2 separate regions of the Mus musculus genome follow, and region 2 is linked to region 1. A link is a contact called in public HiChIP or PLAC-seq data. All regions are on one chromosome and are shown on one strand. The core of a region is the stretch at or near the end of the contact, and the rest is flanking DNA. Distances in the headings are between cores, read along the strand shown. Region 1 overlaps Gm31925 (a long non-coding RNA gene). Region 2 has its middle 7.4 kb from the start of Gm31869.

Region 1 (5,744 bases), core at 1,180-3,679:
AGTCCATTTTCCCAAGGGATGAGATAATAACATGACTAAATCTATCATACTTAATTGCCTGCAAGAGATAAATACTTAGAGGTCAACAGGATGGCTCAATGTCCTTAAGCATCTGCCATCAACCTCAGTGAGATGAACTCGGTCTCTGGTGCCCCACGTGTTGGAAGAGAAGTGACTCCCACAGGTTGTCTTCTGACTGCCACACATGAACAGTGGCATTTGAGCCACTCCTACATAGAATAACTAAATAAATAAAATATAATTTAAAAGTGTTTTTAAAAGAGTTAAACAATAAGAATGGGGGCCCTCTGTACATGTTTACAAGAAAAATTGACTTTAGAAGAAACCTAAATAGAGTGAGTTCATTTCAGACCAAGTGCCCAACTTGGCTCATTACAGGGAAGTAGAATCAAAAAATGTCACTGCCTTTGATTAGGTGAATATACTGCTGCCTCTCTCTTCTTGTCTCACAAAATGCCTGAGATGAAAAATATATAACAAAAATATGAATTGAGGGCCAGGAGAGATGACTTAGGAGCTCAGAGTACTTGCTGCTCTTGTCCTTGAACCCAAGTTCAATGACCAGCACCCATATGGTAGCTCACAACGCTCCATAACTGCAGTTATAGAGGAATCCAGTACCCTCTTCTGAGTTCCAAAGGCATTGCATACATGTGGCACACTTACATATATAAAGGCAAAATACTTACACACATAAAACATAAAAATTTAAAAAATCTTTACAAAGAAATACCAGTCGAGACCCTTAAAATAAATAACACCCCCAACACACACGCACTGTGCAAGTATATGATTTTGACATTATTACTTGATAAGCTTATCATAGAAAACTCATGCTTGGAGAATCTTGCTGGTTATTTTGACATTAATTTCTGGCCAACATCTCCTTCCTTAATTTCTCTCTGTACGAACAGGTAATCGAGATACCCACCAATTCATGGAACCTCTAGTTCACTTTAAGACCGGAGTATCCTGACCTTTGATTATGTGATTATGTTAAAGCCCTGGCACAGTCTTCCTCTTTCTCTTCCTCCACTTTTCCTATTCTTAAAGAGATAGGTGACTTTCCTCTTTCCTACTCAGCGAACATCATCCACAAACAACTGTTGAAGACCTACATCTACTCAAACACTGCCGGGAGACAGCTGTTGGAAAGATTACCACCCATGCTTTTAAGGAGGACATGGGCTAATTCTTAATTCAATTCCTAACTTTTTGATGGAGACATACAAGCACACTTTAAAATATAATTGTGTCAATTTTTAAACATATGCACATAGACATTTCATACTGTAATATTACATGTGGTATGCTTTCTTCTGGTATCTTCTCTTTCATTTTCAATGATGCAGCATGTGACTCACTGCCGTCACTTCACAGTCAAGTACTGTGTCTTGACTTACGGTTTGGAAAACACTCTTGCTGAAATACGAGCAGTCATGTAAATGAGTAATTACATGACAACTGTACTTTCTATTGTTCATTGAAGTATCTATGGGACTCACATTACCTAGTTGGTGAAAGGTTTTGTGGTGGTAGAAACCATGATCTGTATCTCTCAGTATTCTTTCTCTACTCCGCACACATCCCTGGTGTAGTGTCTTGTATAGAAAATATAATGAGTAGATAATTGTTGATAACAGCCATATATTGTCATTGAATATGTTAATTGAGGGCTCTGAGAAATAGATCTTAGGGTTAGTGTGTTTAGGGAGATTTATGAGAGTCAAAGCCAGTGGGATGGGATACAGAAGAAGGTAGAGAGAGCATGCAGACTATGACTGCAGGCTTAACAACCGAGAAGGGGCAGAAGAAGAGAAAGAGAAAGAAGTGAGAAAGATCTTTGAACTGGAAGGAACACAGTTATGGTAAAGCCCCAGTCTAACTGACAGGCTGCTCTCAAGCCAGACTCTTATGGGGCAAGTACTTCACCTTACTTGGAATGCATCTGCCTTAATAGTCTCTACATGGCTCATCAGTGGCTGGGAACTGCTTGCAAGCCTGAGCATGCACATGCAAGGGAATCCTGAGAGCAGCAGTAGAGTTAAAATCTCTGTAGAGGTCTTGGTATGTGCTCAGGGCCACCACAGCATAACAGTGCTCTTCTTACAGACTAAGTTTCCTTTTAAGGTTAGAGCAAGTTGGTTAAAAATAAACAACAAGACGGATGCACCGTGTTCCTGCTTTGACCTTGTTCTGGTCCCCCACCCCCATCCCTCCTAGGCTGTAGAATCAAGTCTCCTTTGTCCTTTCTGCCCCAGGAGAAGCTTTAGGATACTATTATTCCAGTTAGTGTCCCACAGGGATGAGAAGAGGGTGAATGTTCTAGAAAATAAGTAAAGGGTGACCCATGAAAAAAACTGCTGACACCAGCAAGTGTCTGGGGAGAGTACTGTAGCTTCAATTGTAAATGCCTCACAGAGGCCTGTTTGTTAAAAGGCCTGGTCTCCAGAGTGGTAGTGATTGTGAGACATTGAAAAATGGGGTCTAATGAGAGGCCTTGAGGTCACAGAGGGATGTATCCCTGGGCAGGATAAAGGACTCCAGACCCTTCTACAACACTTTTGCTTCCTGGCAATGAGATGAGTAGTTTTGCTCTGGTGTGTGTTCTACCCCATGCTATAGTGCTTCACCAGAGACCAATAAACTACAGGACCACCGAGATAACTTTCCACACTGATTATTTCAGGCATCTGCTGTAGTAATAAAAAGCCCATTAATATAAGAGTTTGAATCTTGGGCTGAAGAGATGGCTCAGCTGTTAAGAGCACTGACTATTCTTCCGAAGGTCCTGAGTTCAAATCCCAGCAACTACGTGGTAGCTCACAACCATCCATAATGAGATCTGATGCCCTCTTCTGGTGTGTCTGAAAATAGCTGCAGTGTACTTAGATATAATAATAAATAAATCCTTTAAAGAGAGAGAGAGACAGAGACAGAGAGACAGAGAGAGACAGAGAGAGTTTGAATCTTAATATACCCACACCCAGAAACTTGTAAGTCATTCCTTATTAGTGACTCAGTTCTTCCCTTCCCCTCCCCCACACTGAAATTCACTGATGCCCATAAGGCAAATTTTGACACTTGCTAGGAGTCTCAACTCATGCTTTAATCCAAATGCCACAATCAATTAAGACAACCAGCCAACCAAACAATCTTTCTTATTTTTAACAGTCTGTGGAGCTAATGGAATAAACTGGGTACAAATTTATTCCTTGTGTTCTTTTTGTCTAACGTCTCAGGGGTAGAGTTGCCCATTGGGTCATCGCCGGAACACTCTGTGATGGGTGCTCAGGTAGAGAAGGGAGGATCCCAACCTACTGGTAACCACATACATCTCTTAATGAGATCACCGTCACTGTGCTTAGCTAAGCATAACCGCAGAGAGCTGCGGCTATGGCTGCTTGTTAGTTAGAGGAGCCCTTTTGCCTTTTGTGGCTGGATAGGTCACAGCACTACCTGGTTCAAACCTAGTTCTTTTCCCTATTCACAAGGAACTGTTCAAAGGACTGTCAGTGAGATTGATAACGTTCTGTTTGTTCAACGTTTGCCTTAGCAGGAGGCCAAAGGCTTACTCAAGTGTTCTATTAGGAATTCTCACAGCAGGCATTTGAAAGACTAGTTCAGCTACTGTGGAGAAAGATGTCTGTGGCCACCAGCTGTCTGTTGCTGTGACAAAACACCGGGGGAAATACCTGCTTTAACACGGGGATGCTTTGTTTTGTCTCATGATTTCAGGGTTTTCAGTGCATGATTACTTGGCCCAGAAGCTCTGGGCCTCAAGTGAGGTAGGGTGTCATGGTAGAAGCATATGATGAGGTCAGAGCCTGTGGTGGTTTGAATATGCTTAGCCCAGGAAGTAAAACTATTAGGAGGTGTGGTGGCCTTGTTGGAGGAAGTGTGGGTGGGCTTTGAGACCCTCCTCCTAGCTGCCTAAAGACAGTCTGTTCCTGGCTTCCTTTCAATGAAGATGTAGAATTCTCAGCTCCTCCAGCATCTGGACACTGTCATGTGTCTTGTCATGATGATAACGGACTGAACCTCTAAACCTGTAAGCTGAGCCCAATTAAATGTTGTTCTTTTTAAGAGTTGCCTTGGTCATGGTATCTCTTCACGGTAATGGAAACCCTAAAACAGAGCCCGTGTGATCTAGCTACTTCCCAAAGGCCCTACCTCTGAACACTATATTGGGGACCACACCTTCAAGACAAAAGCTGTAGGAATCACTTGAGGTCTCAACACAGCAGTCTTACAAGTAAAGAACAACTCAATCACAATGTTCTACCTGTGTTGAGACTGTTCCCCTCTCTCCAGTTCCCTAAATGCAGCAGTCTCTGGCTGCATTGTGTTCAGCCTCAGAAACACTGGCCAGTGCTAGGCTTTGCCTCGGGTCATTTTGAAGCTGTCAGCCTGAAAAAGAACCCATACTTCAAGTTGATTTTGATAGAGAATGACTCACATACTCCCACTATCTCAGTTCAAGAGTCAGAACTGAAAGGAGGCATACCCCATGCATCACTGCTCTCGTAATAGAGCACCTTTGTGGACCTTAGACTTCAGAAGAAAAGCTGATCTTTGGGATGGAGGTACAGCTTGTCCAGAGTGGAAAGATGATCTAAAATACCTCTCTCCCACCTACCTTTATTTCCTTCAAGTTAGACAAGACCCTGTTTCACAGTAACTCAGGAAATCTATATGGATCTGTTTTAGTGCGATACAACTAAATCTCACAACTAAAAATCACCTAAGATTTACAGAAAATAAAATGACTTAGCATTAGTATGTTAAAGGGCTCTTATTCTATGTGTTCTCTCTCCGAAAGCTAATTTTCCAATTAGTAGCCATCAACATCCCCCTAAATAGTTCCAGATTTCCATTAGACCATTTCCATATTACACAGAGATGGGTTCTCTAACAGTTTGCCCCAAAGACTTGTGCTTTTCATCATCATATTATTCTGTGCAGAATTTGTCTTTGGTCCGGTTTCATGATTTGGGGACACTCCCTGGCACTTCTGTAGTCTCTCCCCACTTGCTTACTTATTAACTAGTCTTTCTTATCCTCATGGTGGGTAGTATGGTTTGAGGTTTACTACACAGGGTATATGGTTTTCTTATTCAGTAAGAAGGAATATTTTGCTTAGTGATGGTCAGGGCCTAGGCCCAGTGTTTCTAGATTCTTGGCATCTTATTCGAGAATTAAATAAAAGCCTATATGGATTTCAAAGTAGCAGGAAAACCTCACTCAGGGTGAAATAAAAGAACAGACTAGTTAGATTGACAGTAAGCCACGTGAGGGAAGGCACTGCGATTATAGTTTGGGATTTTCTTTGATGGGGTTCAAGAGAAGGCGGAATTTTGTTGCAAGAGATGAGGCATTGTGCTGTCAGTTCATTGATTTGATTGGCAGATTGTTATATAATTTTTTTTAATGTGCATGTTTCTTTTCATAATGCATGTCATTTTAACCACACAAATGCCCAATTATGCATAGGGATAGTAAGTAAATGGGGATTTCCCCTAAAAGTTTACAATGAGAACATAATTTGCCTTACTGTGCATAATTTCAAAATCATTTTACTGGATGGAGAAATGGTTCAGTGATTAAGAGCACTAACTGCTTTTCCAGAGGACCTGAGTTTGATTCCAACACCTGCATGGTGGCTGTAACTTAGAGTACCCAATGTCCTCTTCTGGTGTCGGTGGGCATTGTACACAAGTGAT
Region 2 (6,001 bases), core at 2,185-4,684, 130 kb before region 1:
ATCCATGCAGATTTTAAAGGCATTGTGGGGCTAAAAAACAGCAACAATTCTATATTGGAAAAAAAAAAACATAGTTATAAAATGAGGTGAGTCTAAGAATGAGTGGAAAGGCGCTATAGAAGGGGAAAGATGTATTTTTTTAAAACTTAAACACTCCCAACACACATGCAGTAGAGGACTTCCAGGTCTGTGTTCATTCAGAGATGATGCACCTAACCCTCAAGGGACTGAAGGTCCCAGGGAATTTAGAGGTCTGGTTGAGTTGGGTGTGGGGCATCCATGTGGAGATGGGGTGGGGTAGGGAGAAGGTGTGGGGTGTGGAGCAGTCGGAGGGTGGATGGGGAGGGGCGGGAATGGAATATGGAGTGTAAAAAATGAATTACAAATAAAATAAAATTAAAACAAAAAACAAGAAAAACCCCAAAACTTAAACATGTCTACATGGAAAAAAACTAACAGACAGATGACACACTGGAAGGAAATATCTGAAACACATATAACAGAGGCTATATGCTCTATTAACATGCAAAGAGTTGTACCATTGAAGAAGACACAATGGCCTATTTTTTTAAAAGATCAAATTATATTGGCTAATTCACCAGAAAAACCAAAAATAGAAATCCAAATTTTCTGAAATATTTGTGAAGTGTAAATTCTAATTCCAATTTTACCTGGCAGTTTCAATTTCTTCTTTTTTACTATAATGAAACAGAATAGGGAAGAAACACTCTCAGGTGGTGGATGTAACAGTATGAACTGATACAACGTTTTAAATAATAATTTGACAAACATATCAGAAGTTGGGAGTCGACAGTATGTGCTTAGTCCTTTTAATTCTTTCTTTCCTAGGGAAAGACTAGCAGAAATATGGACACATAAACATAATCACTGCAGCAGTTTTTGAGAGAACAAAATTTTGAGAACAACCTAAGTACCTTTAGGGAAATGACAGATGGTGTGAAGACCTGTGTAGTCTTTAAGATGAAGGAAGCTATGTTTGCATGGAGAAGAGATTTTTTTTTATTGTTTTACTTAATCTTTGAACCAGAAGAAAAACAGTTATGGATCTAATTGGAGAAACAGATATATAGAAAAATAAGTCTAGGAAATAATTATGGTAAGTGGTATAAAGGAAACAGAGAAAGGGTAGGCGTAATCCTTGATTCATTTCTTTCCAACACCTAATCATCAGACATGAAAGCCCCGCTCTCAAAATATGTACCAACATTTTCCATTTCTCTTCCATTCCACATCGATGACTCTTCCTGAAGCTTTCCCTAGTCCTATCAATAAAGTTGAAACTTCTCACCCCAGCTTCCAGAGCCCCGCTCAACTGTAACCCTGCTTACTTCTCCACCATCCATCTCTTGACATCCCCAGGAGTCCAGTGACATCATTCTTTATTCTATTCACCCTACACATGAAGCGCACTCTTGTTTTAGATCCATCATCTAGTGGCTTTCAGTGAGAAGAGAGGAGAAAGACACCTCCAGTGGGGAGTCTGGAAATCAGGACAGATGTTTGATGTCCCAATGACAAGGTGGAAGCACTGCTACTTAATCCTCAGGGATGCTCCTCAAAGCACAAAGCATATTGCCATGTGCTGTACAGTCCCCCGCCATAATGTATTGTTTGATCCAAAATGCCAAAAAAAAAAAAAGAAAACAGGTCCAAAAATGGCTGTTCCTGCTCTCTAGAATGATCACTACCTAGTGATTATATTGCTATGTTATCTTTTTATGATATCTTATAACTCTGTTATTGTGGTAGGAAGGGAATACAGCAACTCCTGCAAGCATTCTCCCCCCTCAGTTACATCTTCATCCCTGAACTGTCTTTTTAAATGATACTCTGTTATAATCACTAGCATATACTAACTGTATAAATGCATCCATATCATTCATTTTGACTGTGTTCACATACAGCCTCGTTATCTTTCTCCTTCAGAGTCTTTTCTCTAATGCCATCGTCTAGTCTCTTGTTAGTTTATTTCTATTTTAATTCTCAAAATAGAGCTTATTGTTGCCTAACCATTTCTGGGATTACGTGTTTATTTTCTTGTTTAGTTTTTTTTTTAAAACACAGCTTTGGAACCCCATTTAAGGATAAGTTTCATAAGAACGAATGAGACTTTGTGGGTGTACTTAGTGGTAAGAATACTTGCCTAGCAAATGCACTGGGCTGGGTTTGCTCCCCAGGACCCAAGATACAAATTAATAAAAGAATAATCATTATTATGTTCGCCATTCCACCCTCCAAACAATGCTTGACTCCTAGCATGTACTTAACAAATAGTCGTTAAATAACTGAATACTGATAATTATAATGAGGACAGAAGGCAAACTGATATGTGGCTAACAGTCTTCAGATCTGACAAGCCTAGTCTTGAGTTCTAACTGATACTCCATGGCCATTGAGAAGTTATCACTTCTCTGCTTTCTCACAAGCTGGAGTCAGTAATGTTTGGCTAAGGGGGTTGTTATGGGTATGACCTGACCTAAATATAGGCACTTTCTATAACTCTTGCTTAAAGGGAAGCAATGCAATCTTGCTATGTACATACATCATGATTTGAGGGCCATAATAAGCCTTGTGGTAAATGTTATATCACTCTTCAATTAAAAGTTGATCTACTTAACCACTCAGTGAACCATAAACACAAATTTGGCTTTAAGGCAGAAAAAGCATTCCTAATCAAGCATGGATCTATTGTGTGCTCACCTCGACTCCTGGTTACATTCTCTGCTAGAAACAGAAGCAATCTTCATATTCATTGGACAGGTTGGAAAAGCTGGCTGGCCAGCCTAGTCAGCAACAAGGCCCAAGAGCACAACTCTAAAGGGAGCTTCAGCAGAATCAAGCCTTGCTGGTTTCTTCTTTTCATCACCCTATCCAGACCTCTGCAGAAGTCTTCTGAATTTCGTAGAAACCAGAATAAGGCCACCTAAACGACGCAAAAAGGATGCTGAGGTTGAGATAATTCTTCCATTCCAGCTCACACTTCAGAGTTCTGTTTAACACCTCTGTCTCTTTCTCACCATCTAAAGAGTGTTGTCTCTTCTCAATGAATCTAAGGTCACTTCAGTCTAGACTTTAATCTCTTTGGGGAAGATCTAGCATATTATCCATTTACTTGAGGCTAGAGATAGTCTCTTTATAGCTCCATGAACCTCCTTCCAAAAAAAAAAAATGTATGCATTTTCTTCTACAGATTGGAAGTGGAGCAAGAACAGAGTTGGGTTGGAGCAGGATGGAGGATAAGCTCTAGAACAAACAAACCCAAAAGATCTATCCATGCCATTAAAAGCCTTGGAAACTCCAACAAGTAGCTGTTGTCTCATTGGCTAGGGTTCTTGTCTTGCATGCCTTACGTATTTGAACACTTTAAAACTTGATACCATCGTCGTGTCTCTTACCAAAACTTCACATAGTCTTTGAAGTGGTTCGTTCACCCACAGAAAGTGGGGCTGCAACATGAGAACGAAGAGGTTCTAGTCCCTCTATGACAGGCTGCTACTGGAAAGAGGGGGATCCCCTTGGCAGCTCACATCTCCTGAAGTGATCCCAAGTTTAATGAAGGAGGCAGCTATCAAGGGTAGCACTAAGCTTAAATGTCCCGTTATTGAAATTAAATATTTAAATGTCATCTCTTAAAATTGTATTTCAGAATGAAAAGACACAGTCATCAAGATGGCTAATCATATCTGCAGGAAAAGGAATACAGCTTTAGGTTGTCATGGTAAGCAAAATAAACCAGACTCAGAAAGTCAAATAGACAACTATAATGTTTTATTTCAGATTGAGGACAAAGACTTAAATATATGTACACACTTATGAATAGAAAACAGAAGGAGCTAAGGGGACCGGCAGGAAAGGAGAGAGAGGAACATAAGATGGTAACTGGAAATTAATATAAGTGAAGTACATGATATGAATCTATGAATATGTTATGAGTACCATTATTTATATGCTAATTAAAATGTGGCTAATCATAGTAGACTTTGTATATAATGAACACATAAGATATCCAATATCTCAATTATGAGTAAAGAATCTGAATAAGCCAGTTGCTCTTATATGTATAATGACATACTTAAAGTAAAAACAAATAATAAAATGATTTTAAAGACTATGGTTAATATGAAATAGTATTCTTTTACTTTCACACTTCAGAAGATTATTTTTCTGTCTGTTTCTTATAACAGGTAGTTTGTATAGTTGATGAGATTTTCTTATATGGGTCTTATGAAAATATTAATGAGCAAGAAATCTTAGTTGTCTCTGTACACGTGTGTATAAGCACATGCTCTGTGTGTGTGTTTGTGTGTGCACGTGCACGTATGATGTGTATATAGGCACATATGTCACAACACATGTGTGGAGGTCAGAAGACAACTTAATAGAGTCAGTTTCCTCTTCCCACGTTTATGTGCTTTCTGGAGAATTGACCTGAGGTCACTAGGTTTGCAAGTGCCTTTGCCTGCCAAACCATCTCACCTGTTGAGGAATTTATCTAAGCGTGGTGATCAGGAAACTTACTGAGAAATACAACAGCGCCACAGCTCCTCCTCCAGCAGCCTTTCCAAGGCCTGAAGGATTCCTTTTCATGTCAGCAACAGCATTTCTATAGAGGACCAAGAAAAGGAATTTCACAACGTCCGTGGGACTTACTTAAAGTCACATAGAGTTAAGCAAGTGGCCGTGGCTGAACTCACCCAGGCCTTCTCAGCCCGAATTCAATCCCTTTCCTTTTTTCCTCAGGACAACTGAGTTGCGAGAGACAGCAGAGTGTTGGCTCTGGGAGTCCAGATAGAAGCGGAGAGTCCATAGTTCTCGGGAAGAATCTAGAGAAAATCCATGGCCACCTCTGGGACCCTGGGATCTCTATGTATAGGATGACCCTAACTCTGTTCTCTATTGCTACATCACAATACCACAGCTTAAATAGTTTACAAGGTGACAAATGAAGGACATGTAAGGGCTAGGAAGTCTATGGGCGTCATGTGGGTTTAACTGTGGGCAGGACAGAGTGACAGCATTTGATGATTGTCTTTGAACTGGTCCATAACTTAGCAGAAAGCGAGAGGACCAGAACATGTGTTTAAAAAAAGCAAAGCCAAAAAACATAGTGGGCAGATTACTAGCCTAGTTATTAATAAAATAAGATCAATACACTCAAGAGGGCTCTGCTTTATGACCTAGTCACCTCTTAATAGGTCCCACATCCCCAAACTATCACTTCAAGGATTAAGTTTACAATATATGAATCTATATTATGCTAGACTAAAACCTAATGACTTTCCATCTTAAGGATCGGAACTGGCAGCTTCTCTGCTTGAGATGCTCTGCCCTGGGCATCTGTATGTCCTGCTTTTCATCCTTTCAATAGCCATTCTCCCACACTCCCTGCCATTTTACCTAATTTTCTTCATGACACTACCTCATGGCATTAAATATGTTTGCTTTCTTCTGGAGAACAGAAACTCATGTAACCCAGACTGACCTCAAACCTGCAATCCATCTATCTACCTTAGTCTGATAAGTACAGGAACAACAGGTATGTACCTATATATTTTTTATTATTTTTTATTGCCTGCTTTCCACTTTGCCAATGAAATATACTCCATAAGGGACTCTATTATTGTATCCTCTAGGCAAGTGTCTTTTATATGGCAGACATTAAAAAAAAAAAAGACACTTGCTAACTTCCAGGCAAGATATTCCCACTAGTGTAGTAGTGGCTTTTCTTATAAGTGCGACAAACACCTCATCAATTGAATTTGAGACTTGCTCCACTGGAGGGAAGTCATGTCTGGTATAATCTGGTCAAAAAAAAAATCCTTGCTGGTGGGAAATCACCACTCTAGCAGGGGAACTTGGATATTGTGGTCTAGCTAAATGTTCATAGCAGCAAGTGTCTTGTAACTATTCATATCTTATCCATAGACAAATGTTGCTCTCATCCTTAATCAGAGAAGACCCCCCCCCCTTTTTGATGAAT

What was found. HiChIP or PLAC-seq counts read pairs in DNA pulled down with a chosen protein or histone mark.
Region 2: a BATF HiChIP or PLAC-seq map of CD8 T cells shows a contact between it and region 1, with 11 read pairs. The contact joins two enhancer-like sites. A contact is called at or near these places in 1 of 39 promoter capture datasets (the C10 cell line), 2 of 484 Hi-C or Micro-C datasets (Th1 cells and nephron progenitors), 5 of 115 datasets of contacts at active chromatin or transcription factors (CD8 T cells, the HPC-7 cell line, double positive thymocytes and 2 more) and 1 of 9 other capture datasets (adipose tissue).

Annotation. Positions count from the first base shown.
Region 1 is chr1:161,905,877-161,911,620 of GRCm38.p6, forward strand. All of the region lies in intron 2 of Gm31925 (a long non-coding RNA gene), which reads left to right. Among named protein-coding and RNA genes, the nearest start is that of Gm31925, 12 kb to the left of the region's middle. Within about 2 kb of position 2,430, at least 51 of the 459 cell types and tissues checked have an H3K27ac peak or open chromatin away from gene starts, as enhancers often do. A contact at or near this core is called in CD8 T cells, Th1 cells and effector CD8 T cells, where this site is marked.
Region 2 is chr1:161,771,932-161,777,932 of GRCm38.p6, forward strand. No RefSeq gene overlaps it. Among named protein-coding and RNA genes, the nearest start is that of Gm31869, 7.4 kb to the left of the region's middle. Within about 2 kb of position 3,435, at least 22 of the 459 cell types and tissues checked have an H3K27ac peak or open chromatin away from gene starts, as enhancers often do. A contact at or near this core is called in CD8 T cells, Th1 cells and effector CD8 T cells, where this site is marked.